Linked DNA regions of Callithrix jacchus: region 2 is linked to region 1. A link is a contact called in public Hi-C data. All regions are on one chromosome and are shown on one strand. The core of a region is the stretch at or near the end of the contact, and the rest is flanking DNA. Distances in the headings are between cores, read along the strand shown.

Region 1 (3,702 bases), core at 630-3,129:
GCCAGGTCCCTGCCATGCCCAGGAGACAGAGACTGAGCTGAGGAATTCCTTGTTCCAGAGAAATCGTCTGGGAGAGCCTAGCTCTGTGCGCGTGCACACGCGTGAGTGCAAAGCTTTAATGAGGGGACAGCCACCGCAGCCCACCTGCCAGCATAGGCCATCACAGTCAGCTTTCCCTACCGCTCACACTCAGCAGTTCTACGAACTGGGGGTGCCAATCCCAAACCCACCACTTTGTATCCTGGGGCTCAGCCTCTCCCAGCCAGTTTTCAAATCTGCAAAATGGGCATGAGTGCCCAGTCCTGGAGGCTGAGCCCTGGAGTTCATTCAAGGCCTCGAGCCTGCCACTCCATCATGACAGAGTCAGGGAGTAAGTGTTAGGTCTCACAAACCTGGAACCCACCCCCTCCCCGGGTCCTGGGTCAGCACCCCTGCCTGTTACAGCCAGAGGTACTCAGACCCTCACCCCCACACCCAGGACGGGCTAGGTCCAGGCTGGCTCCCCTTCATGCCCCCATCTCACTAAACATCCCTGCAGCTACCCTGGCTTCTGAGTACCTCCTGGGGTGGCAAAGCTGACCCCAGGGCTGCATGGTCGGTGAGCAGGAGGGGCTGTGGATGGCGAGGCTTCATTCATAATCAGCTGTTTTAATTTCCATTCAGCACAAATCCTTCACCCAGCCTGACAGCCTGGCTGCCGTCCCACCACCAAATTAATATCCTTCCCGGAGCTCATTTATAAAGTCTCCCCCTTCTCACTAGCTTCCAAACCCTTGGGAGAGCAATGGGTGGGGGCCCCAGCCGTGCCCTCTCCTCCTCCTCGGTAGGTCTGGGCCTGGAGTTGGCGGGCAGTCTGGGATAGGAAGCCACCGGGCGGGGGAACGGCAGCAGGAGGGGGAAAACTGAGCCTCCGAGCCTCTGGGCTGTCCGGCTCACGAACCGAGAGCCAGCCTGGGAGAACACGAGGGGGTGCCAGAGTGAGCGGCCCCCTTTCTGGAATGGGGCCTTCCCAGGTCTGACGTTCTGTTCATGCAGCCCCCAGGGGACCATGCCCACCCGGGCGTGGGCTGCTTTGGGGTAACAGGGTCCCAGTCTGTTTCCTGGGCGGACGCAAGCCCAAGGGCCAGCGGCCTGATGGAAGCGGCAGCCCTACCGGCGGGCGGCGCAGAGGCCGCTCCCGGCCCAGCGCGCCGTCCGGGTGCCCAGGCCGGGGAGGCCGGAGCCGCGGAGCGCAGAAGTTGCTCCTCCCGCCCCGGCCGGGTTCCTGCGCGGCCCGGCTGCAGCTGGGCGCCGGGGCTGCCTGGGGCCGGGGGCGCAGGCGGCCGCCGGTGACGCGGAGACCCCTCTTGGTCCCGGGCGAACCTGCAGCCCGCCCGCTGCCCAACCCCGCTCCCCGGCCGAGTGAGCGGCCCCGCGCGGGCTGGGGGCCGCCGCCGCCCTCGCCCCTCCCCGCCCCTCCCCGCCCGGGCCCCGGGAAAAGTTGCCCCGGGTCGATTCCTCCCGGCCCGGCGCGCTAACTCTCGCCAAGGTCGGCGCGGGGTCCGAGTGGGACCCGGGCCGGCGACTCCGCGCGCGCCGCCCACGCGCCCGGGCCCCCGCCCGCCAGCCCGCCAGCCCGCCACCGGCCCCGGCCCCGGCCCGGTCCCCGCCCGGCCCCGCGATCACTCACCGAGCGGCAGGAAATGTTTGGTGTCCATGTCTGCCGCTAACTCATGCCCGGCCGGCGGCGCAGGCAGCGGGCGGCGGGCGCGGCGCCCCCGGCGCGGCCGGCCCGGGCCCGGGCGGCGGGGAGCCGGCGGCTGCAGCGGCGGCGGCGGCGGCGGCGCGCGGAGGCCGCGGCGCGGCGAGTTGTTGCAAAAGTCGCCCAACAATGTAAACTACTTGTGTCTGCGCGCCGCCGCCGCCGCCGCGCGCGCCCGGCCCGCGCCCCCGCCGCCGCCGCGCGCCCGCGCCCCGCTCCGACCGCGGCGCTGCGGCGCCGGCGGGGGGGTGGCGGGGGGCCCGCGACGGGCGCGGACTCGGCGCAGCGCCGCCACCGCCGCCGCTCGGCCCGCGCCCCTCCCTCCCTGCCCCGCCCGGAGCGCGCCCCCCTCCGCCGCCGCCCCGCGATCGCCGCCCGCCCGGCCACCCGCCCGGCCGCAGAGTTGCGAACGCCCTGCAAACTTGAGAGTTCGCTTCTGCCAGGGGTTCCCGGGAGCCGCGAGGAGGCGGCGTGGGAGGGGGCGGGGCGCGGCGGGAGCGGGGCGGGGGCGGGGCAGAACTCCCTCCCGGGCCCGCCACACACTCGCGCGCACACTCGCGCACACACACACTCGCACGCACGGGGCCCGGAGGAGGCGGAGTGCCGGGCCGGGAGCCCAGCGGCCGGGCCATTGTCTGCGCGGCCACACAAAGCGGCCGGGCGGTGGCCGCACGGGGACCCCGGCCGGGCCCCGTAGGGAGCAGAGCGGGGCGGGATGGCCGCGGCACCCATGCCTCGCGCCCTTCCCCCCCGGCGGACACTTGGGGAAACTGAGGCCCGGGAGTGGCGATGAGCTTCCAACGCCAGAGGACGGGCTCCTGGTCCGGGGAAGGTTTCATCTTCCGGACGCTCCCGCCGGTCCACCCCCGACTTTTCACGCCCTACCCCGGCGGAGGGGTTCCCGGGCCCACCGGGCCGGGGAGGGGGCTCCGCTCCACACCGACCGGAACTCTTGGGACTCCTGCTCAGAGGCACCGGGCTGGGCACGAGCTGCCCGGAGTTGGGCAGACTTTGTGACCGGCGGCTATTTTTAAACCCTGGGTAGTTCTCCGCCTGACTTTTAAATTCACGATCTGTTTGAAAACGAAAGGAAGCACTCCTGCCCCGGGACAGCCCGGGCCTCCTCCGCGCCGCACGCCGCCCGCCGGGCCCGCCGTCTTGGGCGGCTGGAATTCGGGTTTGGGTGTGAGCTACCTGCGCGCCGCCAAGCCCAGCCTTCCTGAGCAGGCGCCCAGGCGCCGGGCCGCGCCCTCCCTCCGCGCCCCCACCGCGAGCTCGCCGCCGGCCTGCACCTAAGGGCCCGGGCTGGAGACCGGCCCTTTGCAGCGCAGGGGCTGACCAGTCACACAGGCTGCACGTGGTGGCCCGGGTCAGGGGATGCTAATGGAGAGGGAGGTGAGGAGGTGATGACCGTGTGTGGACAGCCATGACAAAGCCCAGAGATGACAGCCCAAGACCAGAGAGGTGTCCTGCTGCCTGCGTGCCCTAAAGCTGGGCCACCCGGAGCTGGGTCCCACAAGGATCCCTGTGGCCTGTCATGGTGGGAGGTCTTGCTTCCACTTGGGACAAAAGCACTTTGGGGGCTGCGAGGGTGAGCCCTGGTTGGGCAGCCCACCCCCAGCACAGCCAGAAGCCAAGGCAGCCCTCTCCCCCTCCCCCTCTTTGCTGGCCCCTGGGCCCTCTACCAAAGGCCACCCTGCTCCCCTATTCACACACCCTGTCCAACAGGCAGCTGCCCCCTCCCTCTGGGATGAAGGCTACTGTGGACACCTGGTCATGACCCACTGGTGGTCACCACAACAAACCCACTTCCCCACTGCTCAAGTTGCAAGCTGGCCCAACTCACTGCCCTTCTAAAACTGATTTCGTCCTGCCAGGGAGTGGGGCGGCAAACACAGGACGAGGATTGAGGAGGAGCCCCGTGAACACCACATACACTGCATAAGTGCCAAGTGCCCGCC
Region 2 (3,702 bases), core at 790-3,289, 110 kb before region 1:
GAGCGAGAAGACTCAGGCTGGGGAGGGACCGAGGCACTCCGGTCTCAACAGGAAGGGGGAGTCTGAAGCCAGGACACCAAGGCAGAGAGAAAACCAAGGGGGTGACACCCGTCCCTGCAGCCTGGAGGTGGCCCTGAAACCCTGCACAGAGGTCGGCTCATATTCTTGTTGGCTCGAGGGCAACACCGCAAGTTATCTTTGGAAAAAGACGCTACTCTCCCTTCACTCACAGCACAGGGCAGCCTGCTGGCCCCTCTCATCCCCAAGGCGGCTGAGGTCTTGGCTGATGACGAGCCAGCCTGTGCCCCCAGCTGTCCCCTCCTCCTGATTAAGGGGAGCTGTCATGGGCAGGCGAAGACGTCACTCCAGACAGGAGGGCCACCCGGGAATTCTGAAAACCAGCATCGCTCAACAGCAATGGGAACCGAGGCCCTGTTCCCAACTCCTGCAGCTCCTGGGCCCGGAGCCAGGAGACCCCTGTGAGCCACCCAAGCCCCGTGGGGTGTGGCAGAGTGTCCCGAGAGCCCGGTGGGGAGGCGCCTGGCTGGGCTCATTCTAGTTCTTGCCACTCAGGCTGCCGCCTCAGGAAAGCCACTGCCCTGGGCCACAGACAAGTAGTAACAGAAATAAGGAGGTGACAACACATCTCTTAGGCAGAGCAGTGACAGGCTGCGCCCCAAAGTCCAAACAGGCCAGGCAGAGAAGGGCAGGGTCAGGGCTCAGGCTGAGAAGAGCAGCTGCGTCCAGGCGGAGTGGCCGGACTGGGCGGGTGCGAAAGATGGGCCCGCAGGCCTAAGTCATTTGGTGTGGGGCTTCCAGCATCTCCATGAGGAAGGTGTCGATGGGCGTGTCCCCAATGAGCTTGAAGAAGAAGAGATGTTCCAGGCACTTGAGCCCAATGGAGCGCAGAGCCGGCAGGCGGAGCAAGAGCTTGGCGAACCTGCAGGGAAGGGGTCCGGTGAGGGCCAGGCAAGGGGCACAGGCAGTACTGTTGTGGCACCTGGAGGCCTCCCTGGGGATGGGGCTGTGTCTGACAGCCCAACCTCCCTGAAGCTGGTCTGTAGCCCAGGGCCTGTCTGTGCCAAGCCCCCAGAAGGAAGGAGGGGAGGCTAGAAGCAAACAGGCGGCGGCAGCCAGAGCCAGGAGAGTGAAGGGAGATCCCTGGGGCCGAGGACAGAGAGGAGGGGTGGGGCCAGACAGCGGCGGGTGGGGGCCCGCTGAAGAGCTTCAGTAAAGGAGTTAAACATTGTGGGCGGCTGGGTAGCTCACACTCGTAATCTCAGCACTTTGAGAGGCCAAGGTGGGAGGACAGCTTGAGCCCAGGAGTTCAAGACCAGCCTGGGTAACACAGTGAGACCGTGTCTCTACACAACAAAAAGAGAAAAAAAGTAGCTGGGCCTGGTGGTGCACGCCTGCAGGGAGGCCCGCTTGAGAGCCGACTGTGGAGGCTGCAGTGAGCTACCACCGCACCACTGCACTCCAGCCTGCGCGACAGAGCAAGACTGTGTCCTAAAAAATGAAAAAATGTGGGCCACAGGGACCGTCAGCGGGATTTGCAGCAGGGGAGAGTTGCAGGAGTGGACGTATCAGCATCTCCTCCAGCTTCTGTAGCCGTCCCAGCAAGAGACAGCAAGGCCTGTGAGGGAAAGGGGTGCTGAGCACACTGGTGAGTGGCAGGAATGGGCAGGGCACTGGATAGGCAGTCAAGAAGTCAAAGGGCATGGGGGGTGGTGTTCGGGCTGCGCCCCCACTGCAGGGGGAGCCAGGCCTGACCTGGGAGCCGTGTACCAGGCAAGCCCCTTCCCATAAAGTGTCAGCACCCCGTGAGTGTCTCCCCAGCACACCTCATGCAGCACTGCGGGCACCAGACCAAGGGCCACCTCTTCAGCAGAAATAGCTCTTCTGGAGTTGGGCACAGCATGGTCAGAGAAGACTGGCAGGGAGGGAGGCACCATGCGTTGCTCCTCAGGGCCCGGCCCACCCCTGGGGAGTTTCCTGGGGCAGGGACCAGTGCGGAGGCAGGGGAGAAGTCTGGGGCTCTGGGAAGGGGTGCAGAGGGCCAGGCATGAGGGCAACAGCTACCACAGAGGACAGGGTGCTGTGGAGACAGGGCCAGGTGTCCCTCCCGGCTGCCCATGTCTGCCCCAGGGCCCACCTGGGTCTCTCCACACAGCCCCACCAGGGGCTGCAGAACCTCATTAATTATTAACGAAGTCTTTATTTCAGGGAAAAGCTCTGTGGTTGGCTGCCTCACAGTTCTTGTTTTAAAGGCAAAAACAACGCAGAGGCTGGAGTTGGGCCAGAGAACAAGCTGTTTTCTGCTGAGCTGGCGAGATGGGCCAGGGCAGAGAGCCAGGAAAAACAAGCCGCCTGCCACCCCCTCCTGTCCTCGTCCTCCGGGAAGTTTCACTTTAAACCAAGCCAGATGAGGGCCGAGCAGGCAGTGGGGACACGGTTAACTGTGTATGTGCCGGTGGCGCCAGGGCCTGGGTGTCCTACGGGTTTGGGGGCCCCCCTCACCCCACTCCTTGCCCACAGTCTGAGGATCAAGAGGCCGGGAGAAGCCTCTTTAGAGAGAAGGGGCAGACTCTGGAGAGCTGACTCTGAATCCCAGGAATCCACAAGTTTCTCTTCCTGGACACCTACTGCGCACCCAGCAACGTGGACTTGGAGATGAGAGGCTCCCAGCCCTTCTGGGGCCCACTGCCGGGTGGGGGGAAAATGAACTCCTCCAGGGGGCCATGGTCACCTATGCTGTACACACTTGTAGAGAATGTTTATTACGTGTGAACATCAGGCCATCTAGGCTACACATGCTTGTGAAGTACCTACTGTGTGCTGGTGTCGCCTGGCCTCTGGTGGTTCTGCTTGGCAGGGGACTGGGTGGGGGTTGAAGCACAGCCTTCATCTACCTACTAGAAAAAGACAAGCACCTACTACGCTCCAGGTCTGAGGTAATCCTTCCAGCAGGGATACATACGGCGTGAACCTGTGGGTCATGCTCACCACGGCCACTGGCCCGGAGCCTGCTCAGGACCTACTGCCCAGGACTGGGCCTGGGGAGGCTGCCACCTTCTCATTCACATAAAACAGCCTTGCAGAGGGTGGGGGCTCTGGAGACAGCCCGGATCTGGGGTCTGTGGGGGGCGGGGCCCACCTTCCCGGCTGCTCTGGGTACTTCTGCTTGCAGTAGGCCTCCAGGGATGCATAGACCTTCTCCCTTAGCGCCTCCACCTCGGCCGGGTTCGAGAGCCCCTTGGAGTCTGAAAGGAGGAGAGGCCACAAGTCAGAACCCTCAGCTGGGGCACATCCTGGGCACCTGCCCTCAGGACCCAGGCCTGTGTAGGGTCTCCCAGGCTGTGGCACGTCCTGGGCACCTGCCCCCAGGACCCAGGCCTATGTGGGGTCTCCCAGGCTGCCCTGATATGGGCAGAGCAGGTGGTGTGAGGGATGCCACAGGACATGAACCCAGAGCCCACTGGCAGGGAGCGAGTGTGGAACCCGAGGCCAGGCCAGGCTGCTCTGGGCCCAAGCCCGGCTCTGCCACTTGCCAGCCATGTGACCTTGGGTCAATCATTCGCCCTCCAGAGACTTGTGTCCGGAACCTGCTGCTTTCAAGCTGCCGCAGGGACTGACAATGGACGCCTCTGCTGCCCTTGGGTCCCAACCCTGTAACACGGATGGGCACTACCAATGCCCCCC

The links. Hi-C and Micro-C count contacts between places; a contact is called where the count stands out from the background.
Region 2: a Hi-C map of skeletal muscle shows a contact between it and region 1, with 4 times the contacts expected there. The contact joins the enhancer-like site here to the promoter of RXRA in region 1. A contact is called at or near these places in 2 of 3 Hi-C or Micro-C datasets (both in skeletal muscle).

Annotation. Positions count from the first base shown.
Region 1 is chr1:182,888,184-182,891,885 of calJac240_pri, reverse strand. RXRA (retinoid X receptor alpha) reads right to left here and starts at 1,879. Exons shown (of 11, transcript XM_078350648.1): 1 at 1,670-1,879.
Region 2 is chr1:182,994,593-182,998,294 of calJac240_pri, reverse strand. It overlaps RXRA (retinoid X receptor alpha), which reads right to left. Exons shown (of 11, transcript XM_078350648.1): 10 at 3,158-3,263; 11 at 1-940. The coding sequence ends at 793. It also overlaps the pseudogene LOC100895117. Among named protein-coding and RNA genes, the nearest start is that of RXRA, 110 kb to the right of the region's middle. Within about 2 kb of position 2,039, at least 11 of the 16 cell types and tissues checked have an H3K27ac peak or open chromatin away from gene starts, as enhancers often do. A contact at or near this core is called in skeletal muscle, where this site is marked.